2 separate regions of the Acanthopagrus latus genome follow, and region 1 is linked to region 2. A link is a contact called in public Hi-C data. All regions are on one chromosome and are shown on one strand. The core of a region is the stretch at or near the end of the contact, and the rest is flanking DNA. Distances in the headings are between cores, read along the strand shown. Region 1 holds the start of dlx5a (homeobox protein Dlx5a). Region 2 holds the start of LOC119015564 (cytoplasmic dynein 1 intermediate chain 1).

Region 1 (4,553 bases), core at 1,921-4,420, 160 kb after region 2:
ACTGGCTGTTAATAACACGGAGGCTTTTTCTTTTTCTTTTCTCTCCCTCCTCATTTCTTTTCTTTTTCTTTCTTTTCTTTTCTTTTTTTTTCTTCGTGTTACCCGGAAGGTGGGCTGCGGCCGGGAGTGGCAGAGCTCTGGAGCCGGTCTACCCCCACAGGAATGCGGATTGTCTCAGATCTCCGTGCCGCCCCCCTCGCCTCCTCTCTGCCATTCAAAGCGGCTAATTGTAGGGGACACAAAGCGAGAGCGACTGCAGACTGTCTGCTGCGAGCAGAGGAGAGGCATTTTACTTTACAGACGAGCTGCAGCTCAATCAGGTTCTCCTCCAACACAACATGAATGATTCAAGAAGAAAAAGAAGGTGATCGCTCTGCTGTGGTAATAATAATAAAGACGCTCCAACGATGTCAGAATATTAAATATGAGGAGAAAATAAATGTGGAGGGAATGTGATAATTTGGCTTCATCTAAATAAAGTAGTTGGTTAAAACGCCGCTAATATCACCATGAATCAGATTCAATAAGAAACACTATCAAATAAATGAGGCAGTATGTCCCACTTACATACAATATTCATCTACATTAAATATTATAATGATATTCTGCAGAAATCACAACCTTAATATTAAAAAAAGGAACCAATCATGTTAAAAAACACCTGCATTCAATTAAGGTGAGTGCAGTTATTATGTGACACAGCGTCACGTGGACGCCATGTTTCCTCTGAGCCTACAAACATTTTCTCTTTGTGTTTAATAAATTCATTTTCCTGCCACACAGTCGCAGTAAACGAGGACTAAACTTCTTCTGATCACAAAGAAAATGAAGCCGAATTTCTCACAAGAAGCCAGATTTTGTTCCTCACCATCTCACAAGGTGAATGTGAAATGTGTCTTTGCTCAAAATGAAAAATGGAGAAAATAACGCGGTGCGCGTGTTCTGTCGGAGCCACTGGCGATGAGAACGAGCAGGGTTAGATTTACGACAGGTTCACCTGCGCGCTGAGCGGCCGTGATTTACACCCCGCCGCGGAAAATGTCACCTGAGGCTCCCGGACATTATTTATGTGCGTGAGTCTTTGTCGTGATGTTCAGTGTACACAGCAGAGGGTCACAAACACAAGAGACTGCAGCGAGGCCGGAGGTGTTCAAAGTTCCATTGTCCATTTAAACGTTTAATAGTCTTCCAAAATGCAATAAATTACATGCACACATTTACACATTTTACACGTTTTCTTCTATGACTGTCATCAAATACATTGCATATTCCTCTGAAATTTGAACACGAGTCCCATAGAAGGAGAGAAAAAAAAAAGATTTGAAATGAACAACAGGGTTTTTTTTTTCTTTCTTTTCTCAATATAACGTCCCCGCTCCAAGAGCCAACGAGTGCTGTATCGAGTTAGGGGTCTGCAGGTGGGCCGCCATGGAGCTGCCGGCTGAGGTGTACCACGACCCCGAGGTTTCCAAAAAGTTAGAAGCCGTCGTGTTGATGCTTTGTGGCTGTAGGCTGTGCGGCCTGGAGGGGCCCTGTGTGTCCCAGACGGCCGGGGACTGTGGGGAGTTGCACGCCATGGGGTCGCTGGAGCTGGGGCTGTGCTCCGGTGGAAGCTCGCCGTTTTTCATGATCTTCTTCAATTTTGATCTCCTGTTCTGGAACCAGATTTTGACCTGGGAAGGAGAAAAAAAGCAGCGACATTAAAATCTCGCAGAATTCACAGAAAACACTGGATTTAGTGGAGGCGCGGTGCGTAAAGGCGCACGGGAACAACGCTCTCCGAAACGGGCATTATTTTTAAACGACAAGGATTTTTTAAAATATTCTAAAATGAAAAGAAAGCAAAACAACAAAAATGTGTCAGACAAGAATTCGATGTAGAAATCCCACCTGTGTTTGCGTGAGTCCCAGCGAGGCGGCCAGCTCGGCTCTCTCCGGCAGCGCCAGGTACTGTGTGTTCTGAAAGCGCCTCTGCAGGGCGGCCAGCTGGAAGCTCGAGTAGATCGTCCGGGGTTTCCTCACTTTCTTCGGCTTGCCGTTCACCATCCTCACCTCGGGCTCGTTTATCTCTTTTTCTGTAGAAAATAACCGTAACGAGAATCAAACTGTGTGCTCAAAACAACGTGATCTTTTTTATTTTATTTTATTTTATTTTATTTTATTTCTACACAGTTGTGACAAGAATCCTCGCCATTGTCTCTAAATTCCAAATAAATCAAATTCCATAAACCAAATTATAACAAGCAGGACACAAAGGAAAGCACGTGCATTCTCATAATGATTAAAAATAACTTTAAATTACTTTGTATTTAATTATTAAGTAGCATTTAAATCCGTATTTAAACATTTTAACTCCAAAATGCGCATTTCTTGTTTTTTTTTTTACGCGCGAGTAAAAGCCAGAAAAAACGCAAAGAAATTATAAAATAAGCTGCAAAATTTGACGTTTCGGTTGTTTAAGAAGTTTTCGGTGACATCCACCAATAATCTGCTCTTGTTTCAAAGGATAAATGTGCGGCCCGTACCTTGTGGACTCGGCTGGGCTTGCACTCTGCTGTAAGTCCCAGCGTACTGGTGGTAGGCGGGGGTCGTGTACGAGCTGTAATCAGTGTAGGATTTTGTCGAGTAATTTCCAGCGGATCCATTTACACCCGGGTACTGGTACTGGTAGGCATTGAGCGGCTTCCCGTACGAGCTGGAGCTGGGCGAGCAGTAGCCGTGAGTGACTCCAGCGGCGGGACTGTAGTAGCCAGAATCCGTGGCGGTGGACTCGGGTAAAGTAGGAGATTCCTGAGACGGATGGTGCATGGTGGAGAGTTGAAAGGAGCTCTGGAAGTCTGCAGGTTTCACACTCGGGATCCTCCGGTCGAATACTCCAGTCATACTTCGAGAAGAAACGCGTGGGATTGTTTTTATTTTATCTGCGACAGCAACAAAAAACGAGGCAGTCTTGACTCCAGAGTGGTGAGAAAACTACACTGGCATTGTTGAAAGGCTCTCGGGCCGTCGGGCTCTGGTGAAGACTGCAGCCAGCCCCGCAGCAAAGACTTGGTTAAATCCTAAATCGCGCTCTTACGCACTGCAGGGAGGATCTGGTTCCATTGGCCAAGGCGCACACAGACACAGCTACACCCAATTCACTCAGCCAGCTTTCTTATAGGGGGGAAACCACCCGGGCTATGTGCCTGGCTGCATTGTTGTGTTTTTATACTATCAATCAATGGGAGCAATTAAAGTCTTGGCCGTGTGGCCAATCCACGTTTTCAGGGGGATGAATTAGAGGGGACAAAACCTCATTAACAAAAAGGCCTCCTGCTGCACGACCGGACGATTATTACGATTGTCTTCATTATTCTTTATTTATGCATTTTATTAAAACAGACTCGACGTAATTCCATGAACGTTTCCAGGCCACACAACGAGGAAATAACAGCGTGAAATCAAACGTCACATTAAAGAGAATTAAGACACAAATAAAACACAACAGTTCTGGATTATCGCTGCGCTCACTGCACGGTGACTGAACCTGATCACATTCTATACAAAGCGTCCCTGAGAACACAGTTTATCATTTAACAAGGTGTTAATGTCCAATATGTACATTTACATCAGATCCAGTGTAGTTATGCGCCTTGTATAACATATTTGACATCACTCACAATTGTTTCACACATGAACAATTTCCCAAATCCACCCGGCTGCTCTTTGATTGGGATGTGGGCTCATCATTGATGCCAACATTGACCGGGTTTCCACAAAGGGATCATTAAAGATTCATCTTATCTCATCTCATCTCAGAAGCTGCAGCCCAGCATCACCGCTCAGCCCCTCGCTGCGCACATTGAGTGGTGAGCAGCGCCGACCAGTGGGCGGGCCGAGGAACTGCAGCGCCGAGCTCGACCAGGTGGAAACCCACCGAGAGGAAGATGGACCTGATCTCACCTGGAGGCGGGGATAAGGTGCCACATGCAAACAATGGACAACATTTTAAGGATTTAAATGAAATCTTATTGAGACATAACATAAAACTAAGGTTCAAAGTGCTTTAGGGCGACAGATGTGTGGACAGAAATCTGAGTCAGTGTTCTTTTATTGTCCAACAAACAGGGAAATGTGTCTGCCACAGCAGCAAAGGGACAGAATATTACAAAAAAAAAAAAAAAAGCCTTAACAACAGTAAAAAATAAACAATATAATGAAAAACGTTAGAGGTAATCAACAGTAATGGACACAATAAAGGCTAATTAGCATCACACTGTGCACAGGAAAAATCACTTTCACTTTTCGAGCTGCATTTCAGACATATTTCTAATTCAAGAACAAAAACTCGAAGCTTACGCATAATTACTGTTTAATTTATCTTTTATTTTATTATTTCTTCACGATTCAACACGTTTTGCAAACACATCTTATGATTAAAGTGTTCATTACATTTCACTTCAAGCTCAGTGCTTTCATTCCAAGCTGGGCGTCAGGATTAAGTAGTACAATATGTTTTATATTTTTCCGAGTAGTCTGATCTCACCGAACTGATCCGCGTTGTTTTTTCTTTT
Region 2 (4,664 bases), core at 948-3,447:
AAAACTGAGCGAACTTCATGTTTCCTCTGCTGTAACCTCCAGACTCGAGGTGTCAGTGATTCAGGGACAAACTGTGCTTTCCTCCCTCAGCAAGCTCCAGTGTGACGACAGCGGAGCTGAAGCTCGGCAGCGAACCAGCAACCTTCCGTTAAACTGACATGTGGTCACGAGCTCCCCATCGCTGTCTTCCTCGCGCAGCTTTCTTCCATCTCGACAAGTTGTTGAATGTCCTTCAAACACAACTTCCAGCGCCGAGTGACGTGTGTTGTTGTTGGGCGGGAGAGGGCGTGAGTGACGTCAGAATCAACCAATGAGGGCAAAGAGTTTTCTGGCACTGAAGTCTGTGGCGGAAGTGTTATTGTGACGAGCAGTACATTTACTGCACATACTGTACCTCAATGAAGATAAAAGTACTTTATATACTTTTAAGATATTGCATCTTGTGTCTGTTTATCTTGCTGTATATATTTTTGCACTGTTTTTTTAAAATAATTACTTGTTTGTAATTGATGTTTATTTGTCAAACTAAGAGCTGCTATCCATGTTTCTTATTTCTGAAACAATGAGGTATCAGTGCCTGTGCAATAAGGATATTAATGGCCAACCTGTTTACAAAGTATGACAATGAAGTAAATATGTATTATAATTATTGATTGTCAGGGAAATAAATGTAATCAAAGAACACACAGTTGACTTCATAAAACACTATTTATCTATTATATTCTCATTAAATGAAAAAATACTGACAACTACAGTACACAAAAAGAGGCTTCTTTAGTTCTAACTAACTGGAGAGGAGTTGCAGTCGAGTTTCAGAGCACTCTGGATGAGAGGTGAAATGTCGTCAAGTCACTGAAACATGTCCAGCTGCCCACAGTGCAGCACATGGAACTGAATACATGAACAAAAATGATCACACACAGGTCATTCAAGTCCTCATGTCACATGAAAAGTCAAGTCACAAGTCTTTCATTTCCAAGTCCATGTTGAGTCTTTAGTAGTTTATTTTCTGTCAAGTCTTATTGCAAGACATCAAAACAGTGACTGGAGTCGACTCCAGTGACTCCAGACTACATCTCTGCTTTATTACAGATTTAACTACCCAGCGGTACAAACAAGTACGACTGAAACAATTCATCAGATGGTAGAACTTTAATTGGCAACTATCTGATATCTGTAAATGTCATTTTTCATGCAAAAAAAGAGAAAAGAAATATTACAGTTTACAAGAGATGTATGACATTTGGCCTAACTGACAGAATGGCACAGTACGAAAAGCTCAGGCAGTGTCAGGACATTAAGACAAATAGTGAGGAAAGTTTGTAGGAAGAGGTGTGAGTTATGAATAGAAAGATATGTGGGTGCAGAAGGAAGTGAAGTTGTGCTAACAAAACTAAGTTACACATGTGGTGGCTCTTATTACATCAAAGTCAGAATGAGGAAGTGTACTTAATGGATCTGCGTCAAAAACTTTAACCTAATTGGAGGAAAAGATGTGATCCAGGCCCGAGCACTTAAATTATGTAGGAGCAGTAAAACCTTATCTGTGTGTACCATAACAGCTGAGACAGGAGAACTGCCACTAAACATAGAGAACAAGTCTTGGTCATCACCCAACCTAAAGCCTGCTGGGAACAGGAGAGAACATCACAGACAGCAGCAAGAGACCAGAAAACAAGTTTGTTTTCCAGATGGGATAAAGCTTATTGAGCCTGTGAGGGTACTATAATCTCTGATGGTAGATTTGGAATCGCTTCAAATTGAGGGAAGAAATAAAAGCGCAGACTGACAGACACCATTAAGCAGGTGTTTACCTGACAGAGTAATGACAGGGGATAAAGATAGCATTAGGGTCACATTGATTTGGGCTCCTGCTGATATGGTTGCTTTCAAAATTAGGCATTATAGGGAGGAAAATCATTAAAGAGGGGCAACACAGGGTGCCAGCTGTTATTAAAACAAAAAGAAGAAGAAGAAGAAGAAGAAGAAGAGCTACTAAAATATAAAGACATCTGCATCAAACTTTCAAAATCAGAATTCAGGACATTATATTGAAGAAAATAATAATTAAGAAGCAGTGAGGTCCAGACGTGGCAGTAATACAACACTGAGGATGCCAGCACCGATAAACATCGAAGAAGTAGAAGAAGAAGAAGAAGAAGAAGAAGAAGAAGAAGAACAAGACGAAGAACAAGAAGAAGAAGCCTCCGAACTGTAAAACAGCATAATCTTTTATTACAGCATCCCCTACCGACGAGTTTATCGAAATACCTTTACATTATTTCAAATTTTCAACGCTTGTCGAATTATTTTGAAAATATGATTTCTAAGACAATACGGGTCCTCGTTGAGGACATACTTGAACCAACCGTTGCAACGTAGCTAACTGACGTTGCTGCGTCACTTTTTAGGTTTTAAACATGTCGGCTGACTAAAACTCATCAGGAATGTTTTCAACCGCGAGTTTCATCTTTTCTACCCGTCCAACAACTTCCCAGACGGTGTGTTATGGTTAAGTAATGTCTGAAAAGTATTGACAGTTGTTTATTATTAATCAGTTTGGGTCACTCCAGCGCATTTCTCCAAATGTCCAGAAGATGGCGGCGTTGCAAAAGCCACGAGACGATGACGGTGCGTGTCGGAGGAGGAGGTGGGATTTCCTCTCCTCCTGCTCAGCATCATCCTACTCTTCACAGGGATGTATCGGCGTGCCGTGCACCTGTTTTATGTCTTATTTGGGTCATCGCCCGCTGACATGCTCCGTTTCAACCAGTGTCTCCAATAGCCACACGAAAAGGTTCCGACGACCTGTTCGGTGGAGCCGGGAGGCCTCGATTGATCTGCTTTCTTTCGGGGCGCAGCCGTGAGACAGCATCTTTGCCGGGTGACACATCATTATCAGTGCGAGTGGACAAGGTACGAGTGAGACAATAACAGAGCCTCATACGGTTATCTGAGATAAAACAGTCCCTTTGTTGTTGGGTCTACGTTGCCAGGATCAATTATAGTATTTATTTCAAGGCCTTAAACGGATTGACGTCAACACAAATAATGTCAAATTTGTGATCAGCTAGCTGCTAATGTATGCATCCCTGCTAGCTTCAGTTAGCTAGTTAAACGACCACGTAAAGGTCTTTTCATTCTTCCTATACTCACAATAATCTATGTGGCTGTGTTTTCTTTATGGTTATTATGTAAATCCAATATCTTCCATGTTGTACCTGCGTACATACAGAGTACATACATATATTAATCTCCCATTTATTGTCACAAATACCTTTGACAAACCCCCTAGGGTCAAGTCTGCTCCAGTCATTTGCATTGTCTGGGATGTAGGGATGTGACACTGGCCTAATACCCAGCAGATCACTGGTCTGGGTGCAGACTGCTGTAAATAGGTAGCTCACCTTTCTGTAATAACTCACTGCATAGTCAGTGAGGCTGAGACTAGCATCATATGTTTCTCTCCACTTAGGCTCAGTTATCTTCTGAATTAATCACACTAGTATTCAGTTCTATGTTTAGTTCTATATGCCATCTTTCTACAGTACGCTCACATTTGGGGAGTATTTGACAACTATCTTGATCAACGAGGGAAGTGAACAGAAGAAGAAGAGGCCGTCTAAATATAGCCCACATACACTGGACTAGTTCTGCAGGAATAGACATTCAAGTGACATGCCAATGTGAGAGTCCCTCTCGGCTCAGTGTGGCCTGGTATCAACAGCAGTTTTGCCAATATCAAGTCTTTGTATCTGCCACACCCAGCAGGCTCTGTGAAGCATCACTGAAGCTCCCTGGATAAACCTGTGCTCCTCTGTACGATATCATATAACAGTGAGATCGTGGCACATGGTGACATTGCCATACATAGCTCATCCCTGTTCGATCCTCTTCCTCCCTTGAAGCCCGACAGGACGCCATGTCGGACAAAAGTGACCTAAAAGCGGAGCTGGAGCGCAAGAAGCAGCGTCTCGCCCAAATCAGAGAGGAGAAAAAGAGAAAGGAGGAGGAGAGGAAGAAGAAAGAGGTAAGAAAAAAAGTGAGTAACTTCATACAACTGGCACTCATACCGTATGGCACTCTAGTGTGTGTTGTTTGTGTGTTCGATTGCTTTTTGTCAGGCCGTGACACAAAAAAGGCTGAGGTTGTGTGTGTCCGTGCGTGCATACAAACATCTCTGTGTGTGCAGAAGGTTGGTCTTGGAATTCTTGATCAAAATGTGCATGCACGTGCATGTTTTAGTTCGTTCTATGACACGTGATGGATGAGCTGACACTTCTCTATGTATCCTGAGCAGTCAGAGAGCCAGCAGAAGAGGGAGATGACCCCAGAGGATTCAGACTTAGACCGTAAGCGCAGAGAGACTGAGGCCCTGCTGCAGAGTATCGGCATCTCACCGGAGCCTCCTCTAGGTACATGATGGTCTAAACAATAAATGATTTCCCAAAAGTTCTTTCATTGTTCTCTTGTGACTCTTCTGCAAAAGGTTTAGTTAGCAGTTACAACTTTACCTATATTAAATTACACTAAACTTCATTAATAACAGTCTCCGAAGAACACTTTAACACTGACCTCAGCATTCAGAAGAAATAATCTGCTTTTTTTAATAAGCCCACATGAATTGAGAAGAGTTTGCTGCTCTTCACTTTACTTGTGCCACA

What was found. Hi-C and Micro-C count contacts between places; a contact is called where the count stands out from the background.
Region 1: a Hi-C map of liver shows a contact between it and region 2, with 4 times the contacts expected there. The contact joins the promoter of dlx5a here to the promoter of LOC119015564 in region 2. A contact is called at or near these places in 2 of 4 Hi-C or Micro-C datasets (liver and muscle).

The regions. Positions count from the first base shown.
Region 1 is chr3:17,528,819-17,533,371 of fAcaLat1.1, forward strand. It overlaps dlx5a (homeobox protein Dlx5a), which reads right to left and starts at 3,171. Exons shown (of 3, transcript XM_037092058.1): 1 at 2,526-3,171; 2 at 1,891-2,075; 3 at 1,146-1,673. The coding sequence starts at 2,883. The coding sequence ends at 1,359.
Region 2 is chr3:17,365,405-17,370,068 of fAcaLat1.1, forward strand. LOC119015564 (cytoplasmic dynein 1 intermediate chain 1) reads left to right here and starts at 2,198. Exons shown (of 21, transcript XM_037091664.1): 1 at 2,198-2,214; 2 at 2,412-2,501; 3 at 2,595-2,916; 4 at 3,909-4,042; 5 at 4,301-4,415. The coding sequence starts at 3,923. pdk4 (pyruvate dehydrogenase kinase, isozyme 4) reads right to left here and starts at 253. Exons shown (of 11, transcript XM_037091996.1): 1 at 1-253. The coding sequence starts at 19.